Linked DNA regions of Mus musculus: regions 2 and 3 are each linked to region 1. Evidence: chromatin contacts called from public Hi-C and promoter capture Hi-C data. All regions are on one chromosome and are shown on one strand. The core of a region is the stretch at or near the end of the contact, and the rest is flanking DNA. Distances in the headings are between cores, read along the strand shown. Region 1 has its middle 11 kb from the start of Gm32622. Region 2 has its middle 130 kb from the start of Mir6343. Region 3 has its middle 360 kb from the start of Mir6343.

Region 1 (3,061 bases), core at 50-2,549:
GCCCATGTATGTAAATCACATGTAAAAGGCAGAAAGCAGACCCTCAAGCTATGATGCTCTGCAGCTGCCGTGCCTACCTGTCTCCACTCCAGAGAATGCCGGAACACCCAGGAGGCAGCAGGCAGGGTTCAACAAGGGTAAGGTTTTACTCTTGTCTTTAATCTGGTACCATGGGGACACTGGACCCTCACCCTTGGGATGTCCATAAAATATAAAAATCGGGGTTTCTTTGTTTGGCTCTTTCTTAATTGATTATCCATTTGTGTTCAAATAAATGAGGCTTCTTCTGGCTAGTGGTTAACTTAGAATCAGACAGTGGGAAGGCGTTACTGTCTATGGCACCTGTCACAGGCATAGGAAAGGCATCGTTGGTGTCCTGAAAATGTGCCTGATGAAAGCTAATATATGACCCAGAATCAGTAATCAGAAAGGAGGCTTTGAATCTCACTCATCTTAAGATTTGGGCCAAGTAACTTCTCTGTGAACTGATTTTTTTCCCATCTATATCAACTGGAGTTGAACCACTTTGAGGAAGGTCGGTGTCAAGGTCTAGTTCTCCCAATCTGTGACTTCCCTTCAACCTTAGTGCCTGGCTTTGCTAAGATACAAAAGCATCCACTCCCGGGTAGAGCAATGAGACCTGGGCCAGTTCCCGCCACACATCCAAGATGATAGAAAGCCCGACCCAGATTCTGCACTGGCTAATTGAGCATTAAGACACAACAAGGGCTCTATTGCGGCATAATAATGCATGCCTGGCTGATTTATTAAGCATCTAACTTAAAAGCGCATTGTTCTGCAAGGCCCCGTAGCTTAGGCAGCGCTCCATGGAAAACACTTGCGGTGAGGCTGCTGTAGTGTTCAGATCCTGTTACATCCCATAACTTCCAACTTCCCAGTCCCTAGGCTGCAGCCTTCAGCTCCCTTCCTGCCCTTTTCAGAAGCCTGACAGCCTGGGTCTGGCTCTCACCTCTTTGCAGAGCTGTGGCGCCCCCTGTCGGCACTGAGTTTTTCTTAGATTCTAACTATGCAGCAAAGGGAGGAGGGATTGACGGCTTTCTCTAACTCAGATGAAGCCAGGCAGAAGGCAAACGAAGAGAAAGAACCCCACAACCTGCCCCCTTGGCCAGCCTAATTTTACTCAGAGCACTTCTCTCTGGCTCCCATGTTTATGTTTATTTAAGCTCCACTCGTGTACAACGATAACAAAGCCTATGTTTTGTTCTCTATTGGAATTTCGGCTCCCTGCTTGGCATGAAGGAGGCACCTGGTAATATTTTCCCCGAAAGAATCATTTATTCATTCCATGAGTGGTGATGTCAGGTGGTAGCAACAGTCTCCAAGCAGAAGAAAGCAGGGTAAAGAGGATGGCGTGCCAAAAGTAAGTTTTGCTATTTCAGATGAAGTGATTAGGGAGTGGGGAGAGCTCTCGATAAAGATCCACAAACAGAAACAAAGAAAATAAGAAAATGTGTCACTCAAAGTTGTAGGGGAAGAATATTCTAGATTGAACCCAGCCAGTTTCAAGGCCCAAGTGAGAGCGTGACGAATTTGCAGGGGCCCATGGGCCTGAAGCATAGCACGAGAGCAGAAGGCAAGAGGGTTGAGAGGTATCTAAGGCCAAATCTCTAAAAGGGACAGGAGCTTGCCAGGCATGGACCAGATCCAACCCCGTGCCCTTTGTGGTAATGTGCCGGGTTATAGCCGTGCTGTGCCTTACCTTATCCTCCATGGCTTTGCTCATGCTACAGCAGATGAGCACACAGACACCAGGCCGGCAAAGGCCAAAATAGTCGCTGTCCAGCCCCTGCCCTCAGTCATCAGAGACCACTGTCAAGACTTCAGCTCTTCTCAGAAGAACAATGGGAAGCCACTAGAGGCCCAGACACTGAGCAGAAGGTTGACACACTCAGACTCACAACTTAAAAGGATCAGAGTTGCTTCTGAGGGAAATAAGAATTGTAGGGGTAGAAGCTGAAAAGTCAGTTAAGAGGTGAGAAATGGAAGTAGATTCGGCTAGAAATATTATCAGATTAGGAGATACACACCCCAGAAGCCCCTGTAACCTGCACTGCGTTTCTTTGCTTTTATGGATTCTAGCCTGGAGCTTCTGGGTTTATATGGGAGAGCTAAGAAGTCATCTGAAAAACTACAGTGTTGTTTCATTTCCATTTCTTTTCTACATCAGGAAGGAAGCCATGGCTATGATGCTAAATGTTGCAGAGAACAAGCAGCCATTTCTAATGATCTTTTGCTAATCATTCTAGGCTTGAGCTAGGGTCAAGACAAGACATTGGTTTATGTGCCAGTTCCTGGCAGCTTTCCTCATTGAAGCAGACAGACATTCAACTGGTTGGGGTTGGGGGGCACTTGGATTTAGGTCTGAGGGGGTTGAGTGCAGGTCAGGACATCAGCAAAGGCTTCAAGCTACAATTATGAATCAAACATTCCAGAGGAAGCTGAGGACCAGGGGACAATGTAATGACAATGGGAAATACCCAAAAGAAAGTATAAGGGTCGCACATCCTTACACATCCTTGCCCTCAGCCCAGCAATCAGCATGACTCAGGTAAAGCCTCACCTCCCATCATTCCTTGATGCAACACATACAGAGGCTGCCAGGTAGATGAGACATGTTTCCCTGTCATCTTGGTTCTCAATGGGTTTGATTTGGTTTGGTTTGGTTTGGGGGGTTGGTTTTTAGTTTGGGGTTTGCTTTGGGTATTGTTGTTTGGGTAGGGTTTATTTGTTGGTTTTGTTTTTGTTCTTGGTTGAGTTTGGGTTTTTTTTTTTCCTTTATTCGTTTTTGTTTTATTTTGTTTTGTTTTGGGCTTGGGGTTTTGTTTGTTTGGTTTTTTTTTTTTTTTTTTTTTTTTTTTTTTTTTTTTTTGGTTGGTTGATTGGTTGGTTGATTTCTCTGTGTAGTCCTAGCTATCCTAAAGCTTACTCTATTGAAGTGGAAATTTGTGGGTTCTTTGGAAGGTCAGTTAGATGGTGTTTTGCTGGGGCAAACACATGAAGGAACATTTAGCTGAAGTGTACCCAGATGAAAGACTAAGGC
Region 2 (3,216 bases), core at 105-2,604, 710 kb before region 1:
TGAATGAACCAAGCACAGCTATAGAATGTATAAATTAAGTCCTGAGAAAACAGTATGTGTGATACAGTTCTCTGTAGAAAAGAAAGAGGAAATTTCAAAGCAAAACGCTGGATACTGGGAAATGTTTCAGCCCCGTTTTTTCTTTTTCTGCCTCTTTCTCCTGCCTCCACCCTTCATTCCTTTGCTCTCCTCCTTTCTCCATCTCCTCCCTTTGCTCCCCCAAGTGATACTATATTAGAAGCAAAGCTTTCAGTTAACATTCAGTATAAATTTAGGAGAACTGCTTAAACTTTCCCCAATATTGGAAAATTCATATTATTGAACATTTCTCATTCTGTGGTACTTTTCCCTTGGACCAAAATAATCCACCATCTGGGGCCTCTTTTCTAGTCACACTCTTCAGGAGTTTCTCTTTGTGAGATGGGGCACAGTGCTGATTCTAGACCTATATGAGTAGAAACACTTTGAAGTACTGAGTAAAAGCTGGGTGAGACCTGGACCTGACTTTAACCATGGTCGTGTAGATTCTTCTGGACAATACAGAAAGTCAGGGTTTCCAGCTCTGGAGAATCACATAGACCAAATTCCATGCCCAGTAAAAGAATGCATACTTCTCAGCACCTGTGTCTCTCTGGTCAGTTTCTTTCTCAATCTGTCACGCTAATTGTTAATCTTCTTTAATGCTCCTGAAACATTTTCCTTGTTACTCTCTAATCTTGATAAAATTTGAATTATCCTTCTCCTAACTCATTCTTGGATTGCACCCTAGTTAGCCTGCCAGAGCTGTTTTCTACCCTCCTGCTCTCTAACCTCAGGTAATAGGAGTGCTGTACTTGGGTCTCCTAGCCATGCAGGTTGTCCTGTACAGTCAATTTACATTCTGCACTGTGACTTCACTCCACAAATCATGAAATCTGGAGTACTCTGAAGGTCAATAAATCCCTCATTCCACGCATGTGTCAGTCTGAGCACTACCCCTTTAATTTATTTGTATTTTCAGTGTAGGAACGCCTATGAAGAGGATTATTCTAACATCTTTGTGAGGACACTTTGTATTGCTAAATTCCCACACCTTAAGCTTTCTTGCTAATCTACCCAACTGCCTCTGACCTAGGAAGATTCATTCACTGCTTAGCTGAAAGACAATGTGATATTTTGTGGGGTACAGAAGTGTCTCAAGAGCTTCCTAGAAGAAGAACTGGTTTCCTATTCCAAACCCAAGTTGTCCTAACGACTCTATTTAATTCTAACAGCAGATGTCAACAGGCCCGTTCACAATCTGCTTAGCAGCATAACAGCAGTATCTATTAACAGTTCTTAGAGTTTGAACATTACATGGCCCTGAGTTCATCGTGCATGTTGCCAATCCCCACGAATGTCACAAAAATATCTGATGATAAGCAATCTCCTCCTGCTCTCAGGATCCAACAGAAGGGATAGTGATTGAAATTCCAGCAAGACTGGAGTAGCGCATCAGAAAATGACCCTATGTGGTGTCTCAAAGCTTATTTTTCCTCACATCTTTGTTCCTGGGAAATCATCTCCTCTACCCTTCTCCGCCTCCCTCTCTAAAATTGCTCTTGCAAAGTTGGTTAGGGAGAAATACATCTATTTCCTTCATCAAAATCATTACATCAGGCTGAACCGTTTAGGGGGGAGCAGCGCTGTGATTCACTTGGAAAAGCTTTACAGGAATACTATGGATTGCTTTGAGGTGCGGGAGGGGGGGGGTTGGAGAGCTAGATTTGGGCTAAAGTATGCATAATAAACCGATAATGGGAGGCTCGGAGGGGAAAGTATACAGATGTCCACTGGAAATTTTCTCTAAAACTTTGCTACACATTTGAAAAAAAAAATGTTTCATTGTACACTGTTCGGGGACAACCCCCTCCCCCTTTCACACGTAAGACAAAGAGTCATTTACACACTCGGGGAGCTCACTGACAGCACTATGACCCCAGCACAATACAGGATTTACTTTCCACTGATGCGCAAATGGACGGGTCTTCATGTTGCGAGGCTGTAATTAGGGCGCCAGTTTAGAAATTTGGCAGTCAGTGCTAAATGGGAACAGTTTCTGCTTTGAACTGCGCTCATCAAAAGGCAAGATGGAACACGGGCTTTTGTCACGATAGGTCTGCATTGTAACCCGATGAAGGTCCAATTCAGCTAGCTCCGCTGTGCTTCTTCAGGCTCAGTTTTACCCAGGACCGCAACCAGCTCACCCTGGCCTTGAAGAGAAAGAGGAAGGAGGGGGTGGTGCAGCACGTTGTTCTGTATTATATATACATTCTTGATAGTAACAAAAGGCATAGATAGGAACAAACACGCGGCAGCACCATCTGATTGGCAAACACAATAGGAACCATTAAAGGGGAATGTTAAAGAGCCAGGACTAAAGCTGCCCATCCATATAGCTTCATATAATCTACTGAAAGAGGGGGCCATTATAAAAGCTGGTGTGCTACCTAACAGGATAATGATGTCTCTAACAATGCATTGCTTTTATAAAAACCAGAATTATTTTCTATTCACCGAATATCATTTATGAAAGAGAGGATGGTTTCTAACCTGATACACAAGCCAGTTAAGGAAAGGACAATGTTATACTTTCAATTCTAACAGCAATTATTGGTAATCTGAGACCACCTCATCCTATCTGGTTACCTTTTAGAAAAGGCGATGTTCTCTATAGCCACCTAAAAATGCTCATTGTTATCAAAGACAGTGTCTAGACAAGCATTTGACTTTCCTGTCCTGACCCACAGCTGTCAATGTCATCTCTCTGACTTTACCCTGGGCAGATACAGTATATATATATAATACGTGTCAAATTTCAAAGACATATTTGAAGTCCGTTGTACTTTTTCTCTCTTCACATTAAGTATTATCTAGGATTTGTTCAATTGTACTCTTTCATCATGGAATGTTTTCTACTTTTCCAAATAAATACTATTATATTAAAAAAAAAACTTGGACAAAAATTCTAGAAACATTCTGCAAGGCAAGGAAAATTAAAAAAAAAAAAAAAAAAAAGAAGAAGAAATTCAAACTTGGCTAGCTTCGTGGTCATATGTTAAAATGTCATAGACATTTTGTTTGATGGGCAAAATGTTGGCCTAAATTTTTTTTCAGATAAAGTTTAATGATTTGTGGGTGACAAATACTAGCACTGGTTCAGAATCAGGACCGTACATTTTAATAAATGTTAAATTT
Region 3 (3,119 bases), core at 128-2,627, 940 kb before region 1:
TTATCTGAGATTTTCTATGAAGCTCACATTTCCTGAGAGTGTCTCTCAGAAGTCTTTATTGCTTATATATGCTTCAGGGTAAAAACTAGTGAACCTGTTCAGTTTCAGGGACTTCCTAAAGGTTTTGACTTGTCTATTTCCTGAGATCAAATGCTTCCTTGAAGGATAGAATCTTTTACCTTCCCTTAGAGAATCCAGTGACTTAAGCTTTCTTCAAAGATGGATAGTCTATCTCGCCTAAGAAATTGGTAGCCAACAAACAGGAAGAATAGACAGAGAAGAGAGAGGGAGAGAAGAGAGAGGGTGTGAGAGAAAGAAAAGTAGGAGGAAAGGAAAGAAAGAGGGAAGAAAGAGAGAAGAAGGGAGTGACAGAAGGAAGGAAGGGAGTGAGGGAAAGAGATAAGAAAGAAAAGAGAGCTGGAGCTAATGAGATGTGCTGATGCTTCCAATGAGGACCGTCATAACTGGAGTTAATACTGTGGGAAAGATTAGCATTAGTTAGTCCTGAAATCCTATGAAAGATTGAAACTTTTCAAACAACAACAAAAACCCAGACATTGATATTGTGACACTAATTTTGAAAACATTTGTTTTTATAAATTATGGTAGCAAATTAAATAACATGTCTCACACTTTTTAAAAAATTAATCGTAATCCACATTATTCTAATAGTCATTTGAAGTGTATATAGGGAAAGGCATTGAGTAAATAATAACATGATGTACAGTGTTTATGAATATATAGCACATGTAAATATGTATAAACATACAAATACTGCATACAATTTTTTTTTTTTAGTTTTCATTTTTTATTCTTCAGAAGTAACGTAAGTGAAAGTAATTACCGTGTTCAGTAATCAAAAGCTATTGTATATTGGGTAAAAGTCATAGAAGCATGAAATCTACAATTACAGCAGAGTCTCCGTTACAGCCTAGAATAGAGTAAAGAGAAACCAAACAGATTCAGAGCACTCCCGATTGCGTGATGCCTGCCAAACCTTCCGACAAAGAGAACCCAACCGCCTGCTTCTACCTCTTTTTAAAATAGTTCCTGTTAGACACAAAGGAAGCCAGCCATGTTATCTGGCATGAGAACACAGAGTCAGACAGGAAGAATGTCCAACCTGAGTCCAGCCGCCCAGCGACTAGCCTTGTAAATAGAAGAGTGCATTTTGTTGGAGTCTGAGTCCCTTCAATTTGCTGTCCCTGTGTTTGGTGGAAACTGTGGACCCGCGTAGGTCAAGGGGAAGGGAAAGTATGGGTCACCCCGAGTTTATACCATGTAGTGTTTTCATTTTCCATCCAGCTAAGTACATCCAGGCTCCCTGTTGGGCAAGCCGTTTTTCCCTTGTCTGTTCTTTTCCAGGAAGACTGCAGATGACAGCCTCAGAATCCGACCAGCCCGAGCACAGATGGTAAAGATTACAACTTGCTGCGCACTGACCTTTCGAAGCTGCTTTTCTTCCCAAGGTTCTCCTCATTTGACAGCTAGACTGGCTTTTTCTCAATTAATTTCATTACCCAAAACTAGTGTCGCCTTTTCTCTCTCCCTCTCTGATGACTCCAGGACAAAGTTTAATTCTCGTCTAAGCAGACGAGACTTGCACAGGACACATTGTTTCCTTTCACTGTGTTGACACCTGGCCCAGAGAAGCTGAAGATAATGCTGACATTGTCTCCATGTTGGTTTGCTTATTTCCACAGGTACCTAAACTAATGAATTTCAACTGGTCCCTGAGATGAGCAATGAGTAAGGACCTTGGATAAAGAGGTCATGGGTTCCTAGATGGAGCCCTATCATAAATCAAGGGACAAGGGACATTTATAAGGTGGTTATAAATTCTCAGCATAAGGCTACAAAGTGAGCCTATACTTTGATCATAAATAAGGATGAAATCTAAACCAATATAAACCAAGGTGCCTAAATTAAATGGAAAGTACTGACTTAAAATGATAAAGAAAAAAAAAAAAAAAACAAAGTCATCTCAGCCCTGTAAAGAGTTGGTTGGAAAACTTAGAATAGACATTAAAGATCAGATATTTTCTTTATCCCCAAGCAGAGTTAATCCCAAGTCTGGGAGCTCACCCATGGGCACATGCACTAGATTTTTATGATCACCCAAAAGTAACAGTAGGTGCTATTTTACATCATAAAACAGCAAAAGATATGAGTGAATCCTTTTCCGTATCAAGAAGTTATATAGCAAGTTCTGTTCTGATGAATAGTACAAACCTATTAAGTTTTTAAGTTAAGAATCTACTTCTTGCCATACTTCAAACAGAGGTAAAAAAAAGCACTATAGTAATATAATCATTCTCTAAAACATGTTGAGATGCAACTCTGAACCATTATCTATGTTGTTTTATTTTGCTCAAACAAATTAAAGCTCGGCCATTGATCAGAGATAAAAATTACCATTTTAATACACACTTAGAATTCGGTCTAACTTTAGAAGGCTGTACAGTTAGACTTTTGATCTCAAATGAGAAGGTGATAAAAGTGTCGTGTAAGATTTGCTTATATTTTACAATTTCATTAAAAGAGGATTAACTTTTCAGGGAAAATATGGGGAAAAAACTAATTAAAATCGAAAGCCTCAATAAATTTACCATTCTGGTGTCATATAACACTCTGAAGGTGCAAGAGGATGTCGGGAGCAAAGCGAATCATTCAAGAAAAGTTTTAAAACAAATATAAGAAAATCCATTGTTAAACAAGCTGGGGGACTGTGCAGATTTATCAGTCATCCTGGGAGCCAGCAGGAAAGAAGTCAGGCATTGGCGCCATGATTGCTCACTAAAAGGACCAGCAGTTCCCATATTAGCAGAGGAAAGTGGAAACATTCTTCTAATTTCCTTGAACAATTTTGCCCATAACCATAAATCAGTTCTGTTCCTTTAAATGATTCTCAAAAAAACAGGGCTGGAAGCCAGATAGTTCGGGCATGAGGTACTTGAGAGATCTGAACTTTAGAATTTTAGCATTAGAAATCAGATCACTTTCTCCTCTACTCTCGTGGCAATGATGAAAGTGACTCGCTAACCAAGGACACGCGTGTCCTTGGGAGAATTTAAAGTGGAACTTGACTATATTGATTCTTGTGTAGAAATTTCTATTTT

The links. Promoter capture Hi-C pulls out the DNA fragments that hold promoters and counts their contacts. Hi-C and Micro-C count contacts between places; a contact is called where the count stands out from the background.
Region 2: a promoter capture Hi-C map of hippocampal neurons shows a contact between it and region 1, with 5 times the contacts expected there. The contact joins two enhancer-like sites. A contact is called at or near these places in 1 of 39 promoter capture datasets (hippocampal neurons), 2 of 484 Hi-C or Micro-C datasets (cerebral cortex and neural progenitor cells) and 1 of 115 datasets of contacts at active chromatin or transcription factors (embryonic basal ganglia).
Region 3: a contact with region 1 is called in a Hi-C map of cerebral cortex, with 2.1 times the contacts expected there. The contact joins two enhancer-like sites. A contact is called at or near these places in 2 of 484 Hi-C or Micro-C datasets (cerebral cortex and palatal mesenchyme).

Annotation. Positions count from the first base shown.
Region 1 is chr1:75,923,854-75,926,914 of GRCm38.p6, reverse strand. No RefSeq gene overlaps it. Among named protein-coding and RNA genes, the nearest start is that of Gm32622, 11 kb to the left of the region's middle. Within about 2 kb of position 1,299, at least 50 of the 459 cell types and tissues checked have an H3K27ac peak or open chromatin away from gene starts, as enhancers often do. A contact at or near this core is called in cerebral cortex and hippocampal neurons, where this site is marked.
Region 2 is chr1:76,636,314-76,639,529 of GRCm38.p6, reverse strand. No RefSeq gene overlaps it. Among named protein-coding and RNA genes, the nearest start is that of Mir6343, 130 kb to the right of the region's middle. Within about 2 kb of position 1,354, at least 33 of the 459 cell types and tissues checked have an H3K27ac peak or open chromatin away from gene starts, as enhancers often do. A contact at or near this core is called in cerebral cortex and hippocampal neurons, where this site is marked.
Region 3 is chr1:76,864,704-76,867,822 of GRCm38.p6, reverse strand. No RefSeq gene overlaps it. Among named protein-coding and RNA genes, the nearest start is that of Mir6343, 360 kb to the right of the region's middle. Within about 2 kb of position 1,377, at least 29 of the 459 cell types and tissues checked have an H3K27ac peak or open chromatin away from gene starts, as enhancers often do. A contact at or near this core is called in cerebral cortex, where this site is marked.